Regions from separate parts of the Oncorhynchus mykiss genome. Here region 2 is linked to region 1. Evidence: chromatin contacts called from public Hi-C data. All regions are on one chromosome and are shown on one strand. The core of a region is the stretch at or near the end of the contact, and the rest is flanking DNA. Distances in the headings are between cores, read along the strand shown. Region 1 holds the start of LOC110492861 (translational activator of cytochrome c oxidase 1). Region 2 holds the start of LOC110491775 (ataxin-2-like protein).

Region 1 (6,067 bases), core at 2,508-5,007:
TCATGCAGTGACATTGTAGCCAAGTCCTTCCAGAGTTCTGAGCAGTTAACACAGAAATTAAATAGTTTTATTTGGACATGATAGTTGTTTTTACATTCATAGCCAAGATATCCTTTAAGCAGGTACACAGTGTTACGTGGTTTCCTGACACAAACTCCTTTTTTCCTCACAGATTCAGTCTGGCTAGTCACAATCGGGACGATTCAGAGTTGAAATAAGCACCTGCAACTCGGACTTGGGTGAGAATTTGAGTTAAGCACACAGATCTCAAGTCTGAATCCTGTCCAACTTCTCTTGCTCCCGAGCTTCCAGATAAATGCATTTTTCTTAGCACTGACAGACGCAATGTCTTCTTAAAATAACTGCAACCATGACTTTTGTACAGTCCATAGATGAGCAGATCTGGTGTTAAGATTTGTCTGCTCAATTCAAATTTCCAAACGTGCAATATGTCCTAACATGAAATGTCCATAATATGTAATATGACAATAGTACATAATATGACTGTCAGTCATGGGCCTGGATGTTGTCCCAGACCCGCACCACGTCTAGGCAGTCGCTCAAGGCTTCTATCAGAGATAAGGCTGCCTCCAGCTGGGCTTGTGGAAGCTGCGTGGGTGTGTGGGACACAAACTCCAGGCCAGCGGACACAGTGCGCACACCTAGTTCTTCCAGCGAGGTCCGCACCTTCTTCAGCTCTGTCATGTCACACACAAACTTACAGAGAGAGAGAAAGTAATGTATTGATGCTGGATAGGACACTAGTTCAAGGGTGTACAACTCAGACCCTCGAGGTCAGGTTTTAATTTGTCCCTGGCACAATGTTTCCTTGTTCAACTTATGTTATACATTGACGTGAAAACCCCTGGGTTGTGTTCATTAGGGTGTTCTAAAATGGTTTGCAATGGAATAATCATCCAGGTAGCCCCTATTTCAATCAATTTCCCCCCATGTTTGGTGCCTAATGAACACAGCCCTGGATTTTCCATAGTCCAGCAGGTCTGCAGCCCTCGAGGGCCAAATCAGTGCTCTCCTGCATGTATTGACCCTAACCACGTCTCACCTGTAGGAGGGACTTATCATCCTCATCCTCTGTTTCTTGGACGTCCTCGGCTCCCGCCTCGATGGCCAGTTCCAAAGCTCGCTCGGACGACACACCCTGCCCCTGTGCCACCACCACCCCCTTCCTGCTGAAGTTATGACGCACCCCGTCACACAGCGCTGCCCTGTGGACAAACACAGAAAAATAAACTATGGATCAGTAAACAGACTCTGGCTCTCTGACATAGTTTTCATTATGTTTTGAGTAATTGCATTATCTAAACTGAACATAAGAAACACTTAAAACATTTACCAACACCCCCCCCCCCCCCCCCCCCAAGTCCCTGGTCTGACCCGTGTTTGCTGAGCAGATGTTTGAGGTCCTGGTGACTTCGGGTGTTGTTGTCAGTTAGCATATCGATGAGCAGCATGCAGCCACCAGGCCCCCTGGCTTCATACATGTGCTGGGTTCCTGCCTTGGACTTTTCCTGAGAAGAGGACAAAAGCAGAGGTGTGGACTCGAGTCACACGACTTGGACTTGAGTATGACTCGAATCACAAATGTTTCATGAGCTGAAATAAAAGATCACAGAAATGTTCCATATGCACAAAAGATTATTTGTCTCAAATTTGTTTACATCCCTGTTAGTGAGCATTTCTCCTTTGCAAAGATAATTCATCCACCTGACAGGTGTGGCATATCAAGAAGTGATCGTTACACAGGTGGACATTGTGCTGGGGACAATAAAAGGCTACTCTAAAATGTGCAGTTTTGTCACACAACACAATGCCACAGAAGTCTCAAGTTGAGGGAGCATGCAATTGGCATGCTGACTGCAGGAATGTTCACAAGAGCTGTTGCAAGAAAATTGAATGTTTATTTCTCTACCATATCTCAACGTCAATTTAGAGAATTTGGCAGTACGTCCAACAGGCCTCAACCGCAGACCACGTGTAACCATGCCAGCCCAGGACCTCCACATCCAGCTTCATCACCTGTGGGATTGTCTGAGACCAGCCACCCGGACAGCTAATGAAACTGTGGATTTGCACAACTGAAGAATTTCTGCACAAACTAAGAAATCTTTAGACACACCAGGGTCTTGACCTGACTGCAGTTCAGCGTCTTAACCATCTTCAGTGGGCAAATGCTCACCTTCGATGGCCACTGGCACGTTGGAGAAGTGTGCTCTTCATGGATGAATCCCGGTTTCAACGACGTCAGCGTGTATGTTGTCGTGTGGTTGAGCGGCTTGCTGATGTGAATAGAGTCCCCCATGGTGGAGGTGGGGTAGTTCCCGCCAATATCCAGCAACTTTGCACAGCCATTGAAGAGGAGTGGGACAACATTCCACTGGCCACAATCAACAGCCTGATCAACTCGATGCGAAGGAGATGTCGCGCTGCTTGAGGCAAGTGGTGGTCACACCAGATACTGACTGGTTTTCTGTCCATGCCCCTACTTTTTTTAAAGTATCTGTGACCAAAAAATACACATCTTTATTCCCATTCATGTGAAATCCATAGATTAGGCCCTAATTTATTTATTTAAATTGACTGATTTCCTTACATTAACGCAGTAAAATCTTTGAAATTGTTGCATTTATATTTTTGTTCAGTGTAATTGTATCATAATGCATTATATCCGAGTGTTATAAGTGTTACAAAAACATTTCAGTTTAATCATTCCGTCAACTTACCGCTCCCTTGATGGCAGCTTCTATGGACACTTTGGGCATGTTCTTGCCTCGGCATTGCTCCACTACATTTGCCAAGGCTAGATTGAATTCTGGATTACTAGATCCTCCTTCTGTAGAAAACAGAATTAACAAGCAAATCTGGTTGATGGTTGATGCAGCACCAGTCAAAGCATTCCCCATAATGCTCACATATAGTGCATTGAATTGGAGTAAACAAGTTGTCAGTCAAGCTTACCTTTGACTGCAATTCTTATCATCATCCCAAACTTCATGAACATCCGACTCCGGGCTGCATCTTTGGGTCCTTTTATATTTTTCACCTTAGACCACTTATTATGACCAGCACACAAGTTAGAGCACAGATGCAGTGTTCTCACAGGATGGGTTGTCCAAAGAGGGTAGCGACATGTCACCGTCAGGTCTGTGCGGACTGGACGAATCCTTGCGCCCATGTAATTGTTGGCGGTCAAGCGAGCAAGTCGACGTAAACACAGAGGCAAGAAACCCCTCAACACCACTGCCCATCCCATTGCCCTGAGTCAGAAAACGAAAACGTAAGGGCATTGCATTGACAAACAGTAGTATATGTTTGGTATACATGCGAGAACCAGAATAAACACGTGGACACGTATGTTCAAATGAAAAAAATAGCTTATGACAGTTGCCTCGCTTTTATGTAACACAAAAAAACTACATTTGTTAAGCTTAGCTAGCTAGCTAACGTTACTACTTGCTGCTAAGAAGACCACATAAAAAGTACTTACATTTGATAAGCTTAGCTAGCTGACGTTACTACTTGCTGCTAAGAAGACCACATAACAGTATGTCTGCTATCTTACTAGCTATAATGCCTGTTCCTAATGGAAAACGTATGAATTATTGAATGTATCACATTTTCCGTAAACGTACACTTTATAAAGAGTAAGTGTTGGTGTCCTTTGAGGTCAAATTGACGCTTCCGGGTTGTCTAGTGACGAAAGAAGCGGACCTTTCAAAATAAAAGTCCGCCATTTAAAGCTTTACTGTTGCCACAAGAGGGCGACAGACAATATTTCCAACAGTAAATGTTATCGTCAGCATGTGTATAGACATTATTTAAAGTGTGTCTTTTGGTTGTAAAAAAACAAGCCTACATTTCTTACAGCCTCTCAAAATGTCTTTGTGATAACATTGGAGGTAAAGTAATGCACATTGTTTTGATATAATCATGTTAACGCCAGTTTCTAAGATTTAATTTCCATTAAATACATAGATTTTGAGTGATATAAAAAACAAGGACCATCTTCATTGTTAATGTTTTTGTTGTAGAGAACTTTAAAAGCTAATTATTTGTATGACTTCAAATCTTTTTTTAGAGTAATACATTGTTCTCATTGAATGACATTGTTGTTTTAAGCATGTGAAAATGTAATGGGATGCATTTGCTCCATGGTGTATGTTTTTGGTGTGTGGCCCTCGTCTTTGATGGACTATGGCTGTTCTGATGATATACATTCTAAGAGATAACTATGGCCTATTGAACAGAGCATATTTAGAGAAGGAGAAAAATATGTACTGAGGGAATAGAGAACAAACCTGAGATACTGAGTCACCCGGAGAGGCAGCTAGGGAGAGTAGTCTACACAGCAGAAAATGAGGTGTGGAGGGAGAGAGAAACACAGAGAGAGATACATGATGGGGATTGTTGGCTGCACCAGGCAGCAAAGAGTTAACTGAGGTGGAACGCCAAGAGGACAGCCCATTCCCACAGTCAACAATGGAAGGAGCTGCAGTAGATGGGCAGCTCTCCTAGTCTTCCCTCCTCCCTTTACTAACTAATATCATGCTCACACAAAGGAACATGGCAAAGGTACTCATCCCTGAGATACATGAGGAATTCCATACCTAGTCACTGGGACCTGACCTTACCAATGGTCATTGTTCACAAGAGAAGCACTACATGCAGATGATTGCAAAAAGAGAAGAGAGTTCGCATTGGAAGACTACCAGTGGTTAAAGAGAATCCTTTACTTAACTTCCACAACTGATTCTATCTTCACTCTCAGCTGTGCGGGAGAAGCTGGACGTTTTGATTGAATAACTTCCCATTCAACAATGCCATGGTTCATGTGGTACCATTCATGAGAAGTATAGAAGGATCACCTCCTGCCTAAGCGTTTAGAGAGACGTGTGCAGGCACCAAGGTAATAGGAGCGGCAATGGGACACAGCCTCGAGGACCACCACTCTACATGTTTCGGGGGACGTTTCCCTTCGCTGCACCCTAGAGAGGATAAGGAGTTGTGAGCAGGGGGTGTCTTGGTGATTAAAAGTTTTGGTTCAGGTTGAAGGTCAAAAGGAAGTCATGGTGTCCGTGGGGAGAATCAGAATTGTTTTCTGCTGCGTATTGATGAATGTCAGTGCAGTGGTAAGTATCCTATCTATCTAACTGCTAAATAATTTGTATTGATTAATTTAATTGATTGATCGATTCAGTCATTCATGTATTAGCAATTTTTAAGAAAGCATTCAATGTATTTCGGTAACACTTTATAATATGAGTAAGACGTTATAAATGCTTTATATATTACCACATACCACCTCATATTATCAAATGCTTATTAATGTTTCAGAGTAATGAAATACATATTTATTAATAGTAAGCTTATTAGGCCTAATTTGTTTTTCTCCTGTAAGACACTGATCATGTGGGATATTAACTGATTATCTACAACGCACATGAGATGGAGATAGACTTATGTTGGATATGCTTTTACAAATATTCAGATAGCTGCCACTGTATAATTGAGAAGTGCCTCATTGTTGAAACAATGTAGTCAGTGATCATACTGTATTATGCCACAGGCTGCACGTTGCTGCTGTTCCACTTTTGACAAACCTCTTATGAAAGGACTTTTCAAGTTTTCACCCCAACCTCTTCCATTCACAACTATGACAGAAAATATCATGCATATTTCACACCATGTTTGAATGCCATAAAATGGTAAGTAGCTACGTTGCATTTGATGACCTGTGTGGCTCAGTTGGTAGAGCAGGGTGCTTGCAACACCAGGGTTGTGGGTTTGATTCCCACGGCAGACCAGTACGAAAAATGTACGCTCCGGATAAGAGCGTCTGCTAATTGACCAAATTTAAATGACATAAAAAATGATGAGTGCATTAAATTTGATGTGTAATACCGTTGCTGAGGCATTTAATCTCCTGAGTATGTCATATGTTCTGGGAAGCCAGTCATCAATAAGACAAAAAATCAATAACTCACATAATTGATGTGGATTGCTATTAAAATAAATAGTCAATTGAGTAGTTATCCATGCAAACATGAAT
Region 2 (6,067 bases), core at 1,322-3,821, 780 kb before region 1:
TTAAAAATAAAAGATTCACCCATTTTGAATGTTATATTGTTTTGGTGCATCTCTGATGTTCTTTCGATGCCCTGGGTCATTTCATGTTGCCATGTGTATTTGAGCTATTGCCGTTCAAGCAGGCATAAATTTGGCCAGTATGACATCGCATTGCGATAAAGCCGCTCTCACTACGCTGAAAGTTAATAGGAATACGACTTTTAGATTGCGAAAACGTCTATCATACATGTCAGATTTCAATACTTCCCAATGTCATAACGCAGGAGGTTGTCTTCTCTTGAATAAGCCATTGATCATATGTTTGTGGTATTCCTACCTCGAGAAATGTGTCATTTAAAAGAGGGTTTAACAGATTTCCACAATGATTTTCACATTGCTTCCAACTTCATTATAACGACAACAGGAAACATTTGTTAACACTAATATGTAAAGAACAATATTTTTTGTCATGTAAAACTAAATTATAGGAATGAGTGGTTTTTGGTGGAATTTTCCTTCAAGGCGGTACATACTAACATTAGTAACGATGATAACACGCTATCATTGGTGTACATTTAAAATTGATGCCTGCCTCCTGATTCCAAGTGTTTGACATGAGGGAGGGGACAAGTAACTTCATCAAAGTACCAGCTACAGTCATTGTTCATGCTTAGGTAACCCTAATTTTAACTGGCTTTATCCAAGTATCATCCAATTTGACAGAAAACATGATTTCCACTGTTCAGGACCTTTAATATACAGATATTGCAGGGTTCTCCCCAAAGACTGTAAGAGGGGCATTGCACCACCTTGTGGACTAGCTGCGCCACTACGTAAAAACATTAACACAATTGTTTTTGTCACCATTTAAGGCCAGGCACCACACCCCAACACAGTATATATGTTTTGCTGTAGATTGCAGGAAATGGCAGTTACAGGTGTTCAAAAATGCTAAACCCTATGAGTTACAGTACTATCTCACAGTAAGTCAGATTTGTTTTTTTGTACTATGTCACAACTCCATCTGCGGACCGCGGTTACTACATGGCGTGCCCACTACTTGTCACGACATCCAGCGCCCACTGCCATTGAGGCTGCTAGCTAGCTACTTCCCTCTAAGTACTGTTAACAGAAAACAGTTTTCGGCAGGCGGGGGCAAAATACACCGGGGGAATCTCAATTTTACACTCCTTGTGTCCCTCCTCACCTTTTCAAAACCCATTGAAGGTGGTCAGGGAGGAGGGACCTCTGGCTTTCTCATCCAATGAGTTTTGAGAAAGAAGCAAGGAGAAAGGACAGAGGATGCGAGGAGTAGGCAATTGAGATTCTCCCATAGTGCACCGGTGTCCCCTAGCTAGCTAGCAGCCTCCTTCAGTGGGGTTTTTGGAGGGTGGCATCCAACGTTATTGGTACATTACCGCCACCTACTGCGCTGGAGTGTGGACCAGAGACAGCGCTAGCAGCAGTGGGTGTGGCATAGTGGGCGTGGCATGTAGTAACCTCTTGTCAACTGATAGATGACATCTTTTCTTGGTGCCTTGAAACAGCTTCCATAAGAACTTGTCAATCACGCACAATATATTTTCACAGGCCCATCAACATAACCCCATTTCCCACCACAACAAGCTACACATGCTTTGACCGGTAGGCCTTGAAGCCATGATAAAAATCACCAGCTTTTCCTATCTGGACATCCTAATTTCACTCACCTCCCAACCTGTGCTCTGTTGTTGATTCCACTGGCCGTGGAAGACATACTGGCAGGGCCCGGAGTCCAGTTGGATGTTTTTCGCCCACATGAGCTGGGCTGTTGTTTCAACATGGCCAAGCAGCAAGCTTTCACAAAATCAAGTTACAAAACTAAATATTATTCGAGCAAATAATTGGAGACAATTTGATACACCTACAACGGGAAGTTACTTTTTCGTAGCAGGTTTGGAGAACTCAAGCAGCATGTTTGGAGAATTAACGTTGAAGAGTAGTATAATTAACTAGCTATGTTAATGTTAGGAAAAGGGGTAGGGTTAGCGAAAATGCAGTCCTAACCTGCTACCGATGGTCACTTCCGGTCGTAGCTGTATCTTAGTTGAGTGTTTTTAGGGAGTCCCAAATAATTTGTTTAGCCTGTATTAATCTCAATGACTGAGAACTGACATGCTAACTAACGCTAATAGTAATTGGCATCGCAAACTGGAAAGCTACAGTAAGGCGGCCCGACATTAAAATATACCTTGATTTCTGATTGTATTCTCTGGCTGGCTACTTAGTTGCTACACAGAGAATAAGTCGATACAAAATAGCAATGTTTTCACACCAGATCGTGGTTTAGGATTCTTCTGATCCAAGCTAGCTACGTTAGCTAGCTAGCAGTCTCTTGGACATTCGCTTGGTAGCTTCCCTGTCTGGATTACTTGCTTCTTTAGGTCAACTTTACTTATTCTTCTTGAAGGTTAAAAATTTGAATCTCAGTTGTGATGCTAGTATACTGGTCATAAGCGTTTTAAATTGTATTTTCTTCAGGTTTCGGGATGAAAACCCGCAGTCGCTCGCCACCTCTCGATGTAAGGTTCACTCGATCAGAGCGCTGTTGAGTGGTCGTCACAAGCCAATAATAAATCAATTGTTCCGGGTCAGGGATTTTTTTGGAATCCTTCAGAATAAGAGTCCCATCGTGTGTAATAATTGGGTTGACAATGATGCACAATTATCGATGTATTTTCTACTAGTTATCGAGTAAAATTATTTCTATAAGATACGTTTTTTCTTTGTTCAAGCCAAAATGGTCAACAATGTGTTTTGTGTGTGTACTATCATTTATTGCACTTACACACTTTTCTGTATCTTGTGTTGCAGTGAAAGGGGTGTCCATTATACCCAGGAGCACTTCTAGCTTCTAAATCCACAGAGTTAATATCCAGAGGAGCGTGGCTGCTCATTTTAAATAGTGACCTATCAGCCTAAATCCAATCGTTTTTCTCATATTGGGCATATACAGTGGGGAGAACAAGTATTTGATACACTGCCGATTTTGCAGGTTTTCCTACGCACAAAGCATGTAGAGGTCTGTCATTTTTATCATAGGTACACTTCAACTGTGAGAGACGGAATCTAAAACAAAAATCCAGAAAATCACATTGTATGATTTAAGTAATTAATTTGCAGTGGTTGAGACTGAGGGACCTTACAGATGTGTGGGGTACAGAGATGAGGTAGTCATAAAAAATAATAATGTTAAACAGTCCATACAACTTATTTAGACTTGCCATAACAAATAGGTTGAACACTTATTGACTCGAGATATTTCAGCTTTTCATTTTTAATTAATTTAAAAAAACGTCTAAAACCATAATTCCGGCCTCCCGGGTGGCGCAGTGGTTAAGGGCGCTGTACTGCAGCGCCAGTCCTGGGTTCGCGCCCAGGCTCTGTCGTAACCGGCCGCGACCGTGGGGCGACGCACAATTGGCCTAGCGTCGCCCGGGTTAGGGAGGGCTTGGTCGGTAGGGATGTCCTTGTCTCATCGCGCACCAGCGACTCCTGTGGCGGGCTGGGCGCAGTGTACGCTAGCCAAGGTGGCCAGGTGCACGGTGTTTCCTCCGGCGCATTGGTGCGGCTGGCTTCCGGGTTGGATGTGCGCTGTGTTAAAGAAGCAGCGGCTTGGTTGGTTGTGTATCGGAGGACGCATGACTTTCAACCTTCGTCTCTCCCGAGCCCGTACGGGAGTTGTAGCGATGAGACAAGATAGTATACAATTGGATACTACGAAATTGGGGAGAAAAAGGGGGTAAAATAATAATAATAATGGCCAGTGACACAAAATCTCAATATAATCCATTTTAAATTCAGTCTGTAACACAACAAAATGTGCAAAAAATACTTTCTGAAGGCACTGTATGTATGTCCAGGGGCAATTTTAGCATGTAAATCTTCATGAGGCAAATTCAACATTTTCGGGGGGTTGCATGCAGCAAAGCCACTACACAATACTGGACAATACATTAATTGCACTATAACGGTGACAAATGGTGCCCCAAAACTGTTATAGCCTACATAAAGCTGTCCCAACAATAGAACTTTCTTTTCAGCACCATCAAGTGAATCTTTACCACTGCTACACCTGGCTATCAGTGGGGCCTTGTCTGGCAGCGAAACAGTTCATTCAGCCTCATTTACTGCCGTTTTAAAAACCATAGCAAAACAACCCTCACAATATCAACTGGAATTACATGGGTCTGTTACTGAACTTCTAGTTAAAAACAAACATTTGAATGGGAAGAGACTAACTGGGGAAACATGGTTACAGACCCAACAACATTATTTAGTATCTCCTCCTCGTCAAGAAAAGCACATGAGCTAATTATAATGCACAAAGTAACCAAAACAATTCAGTCATTCCAACATTGCCTAAAATTATGAATAAGATACTGATTAGATAGACCTATATAAGAAATGGGCCTATAACAATTGAGATGTACAAACTATGCCATAAGGGAACAATTAGCAAATAAGAGGCCATCTGTAATTTCGATAAAGATATTCATGAGCGAGCTAAGATGGACTTAGTCAATATAGCTATTTGTTCAATACTTTTTAAACGTACAGCAGCATAATTCAGAACATGGGCCATTCTTACAGTATTCTCCCTGTACACCAAGACAGAACCATAGAATAAATGAAGGAGGCATATAAGCAGACAAAGAGCTCTTACAATATTCAATTATGGCATTTCTCTAAAACAGGCTATAGGCTACATGTGCACTACCAAGTCTGAACAGTAGGCTAAGTTCTGAGGGGGAAAGGGACCAAATTATTAGGGTAAGGCACACAGGCTACTAATAGCTTAGTACACAACATACACTTAGTATTACTTTCTTAGCTACCATATACATATCTTCCTGGCATATCATATCATTTATGCAGCAGCATACAATACATTTTGTGATCACTTGAACAGGAAGGTGGCACGACAGTCCTTCTTGTGGGCAAATTTTGTCATGAAACTTTGTCATTAAAGTCTGGCATTCTCTGGATTTATGGTGCTATCAAGACAACTGTGAACTCTGGAGAAAAAAAAAGTTTGAATCATGACGTCAGTGATCTTCAGGTCGGAGCTCTAGAAAGAGGCCTGAGTTCCCATCTTGGAATTCCGAGTTTGATGACGGTTCAAAAAACTTATGTTCCCAGATGTCTTGAACTCATTGAAGTCTGAGATTTCCCAGTTCCGATTTTCCAGTTGTTTTGAATGCGACAGAAGTCATTCTGGATTGACAGCATGACCAATGTATTCAACCTTTTCTAGCCCATGAGGTTGCGTGTGAATGTTGATACTTTTAAGCTTGGAAAAGAGACTCTTTCAGACAGATATTTTAAATCCTTAAACCCAGACTTTGACCACACATCCTCTCCACCAAATAGCAGGCAAGGGAAGCAAAATAGTGATTGCTTTGCAACTCTTGCAGTTAGCCATTGATTCCTTCCAAACCACTCATTGTAGAATTAGCTTTTTCCGACTTGTTGTGTAATGTTTATGTCCAATGGCCGATGAGCACCGATACGTTTTATCTATAATTTTTCTTAATGTAACAAGGATTGAAAAGGATTTGCCAGTAGATTGTCGAGGTGATTCATCATGATGACTGCTTGCTAGGTAAGCTACAGTAGATCTAACGTGATTTTAAGTCATTTTATTTATGGCCAATGAGGGATGGGCACTTCTAATGTAAATCTATGGCAGCACCAAAGGGGGCTTGAATTGCCTAGCTCTCCCTGTACATTATGAGGTGACGTAGTGTCCCTATGAGTGACAGAACACTGAGCCAATCACGGCGCAACTAGAGAAGATTACCAACGCCTATGCTCTGTATTTTCCGCTGGCTCCCGCTCCACCACAGAAAGCACTAGGCTAGGCTGAAACACATGTATTTTGGAGCTGCCTTACACAAGTCGGCAAAAAAGAGAGTTTGTAATGTGGCTTTATTTGCTCAATAAATGTGTTTTTACGTTGTTTGTAAACTGATATGACACAAATGAATCCCAAATAACATGCAAAACAGGCAACAATATATATGTATTTATTATTTGTATTTTTATT

The links. Hi-C and Micro-C count contacts between places; a contact is called where the count stands out from the background.
Region 2: a contact with region 1 is called in a Hi-C map of liver, with 4 times the contacts expected there. The contact joins the promoter of LOC110491775 here to the promoter of LOC110492861 in region 1. A contact is called at or near these places in 2 of 3 Hi-C or Micro-C datasets (blood and liver).

The regions. Positions count from the first base shown.
Region 1 is chr16:26,992,319-26,998,385 of USDA_OmykA_1.1, reverse strand. LOC110492861 (translational activator of cytochrome c oxidase 1) reads right to left here and starts at 3,757. Exons shown (of 6, transcript XM_036946630.1): 1 at 3,651-3,757; 2 at 2,977-3,275; 3 at 2,742-2,851; 4 at 1,396-1,529; 5 at 1,064-1,226; 6 at 31-717. The coding sequence starts at 3,271. The coding sequence ends at 508. pth3r (parathyroid hormone 3 receptor) reads left to right here and starts at 4,368. Exons shown (of 13, transcript XM_036946628.1): 1 at 4,368-5,147. The coding sequence starts at 5,085.
Region 2 is chr16:27,772,786-27,778,852 of USDA_OmykA_1.1, reverse strand. It overlaps LOC110491775 (ataxin-2-like protein), which reads right to left and starts at 2,571. Exons shown (of 23, transcript XM_036946685.1): 1 at 1,689-2,571. The coding sequence starts at 1,801.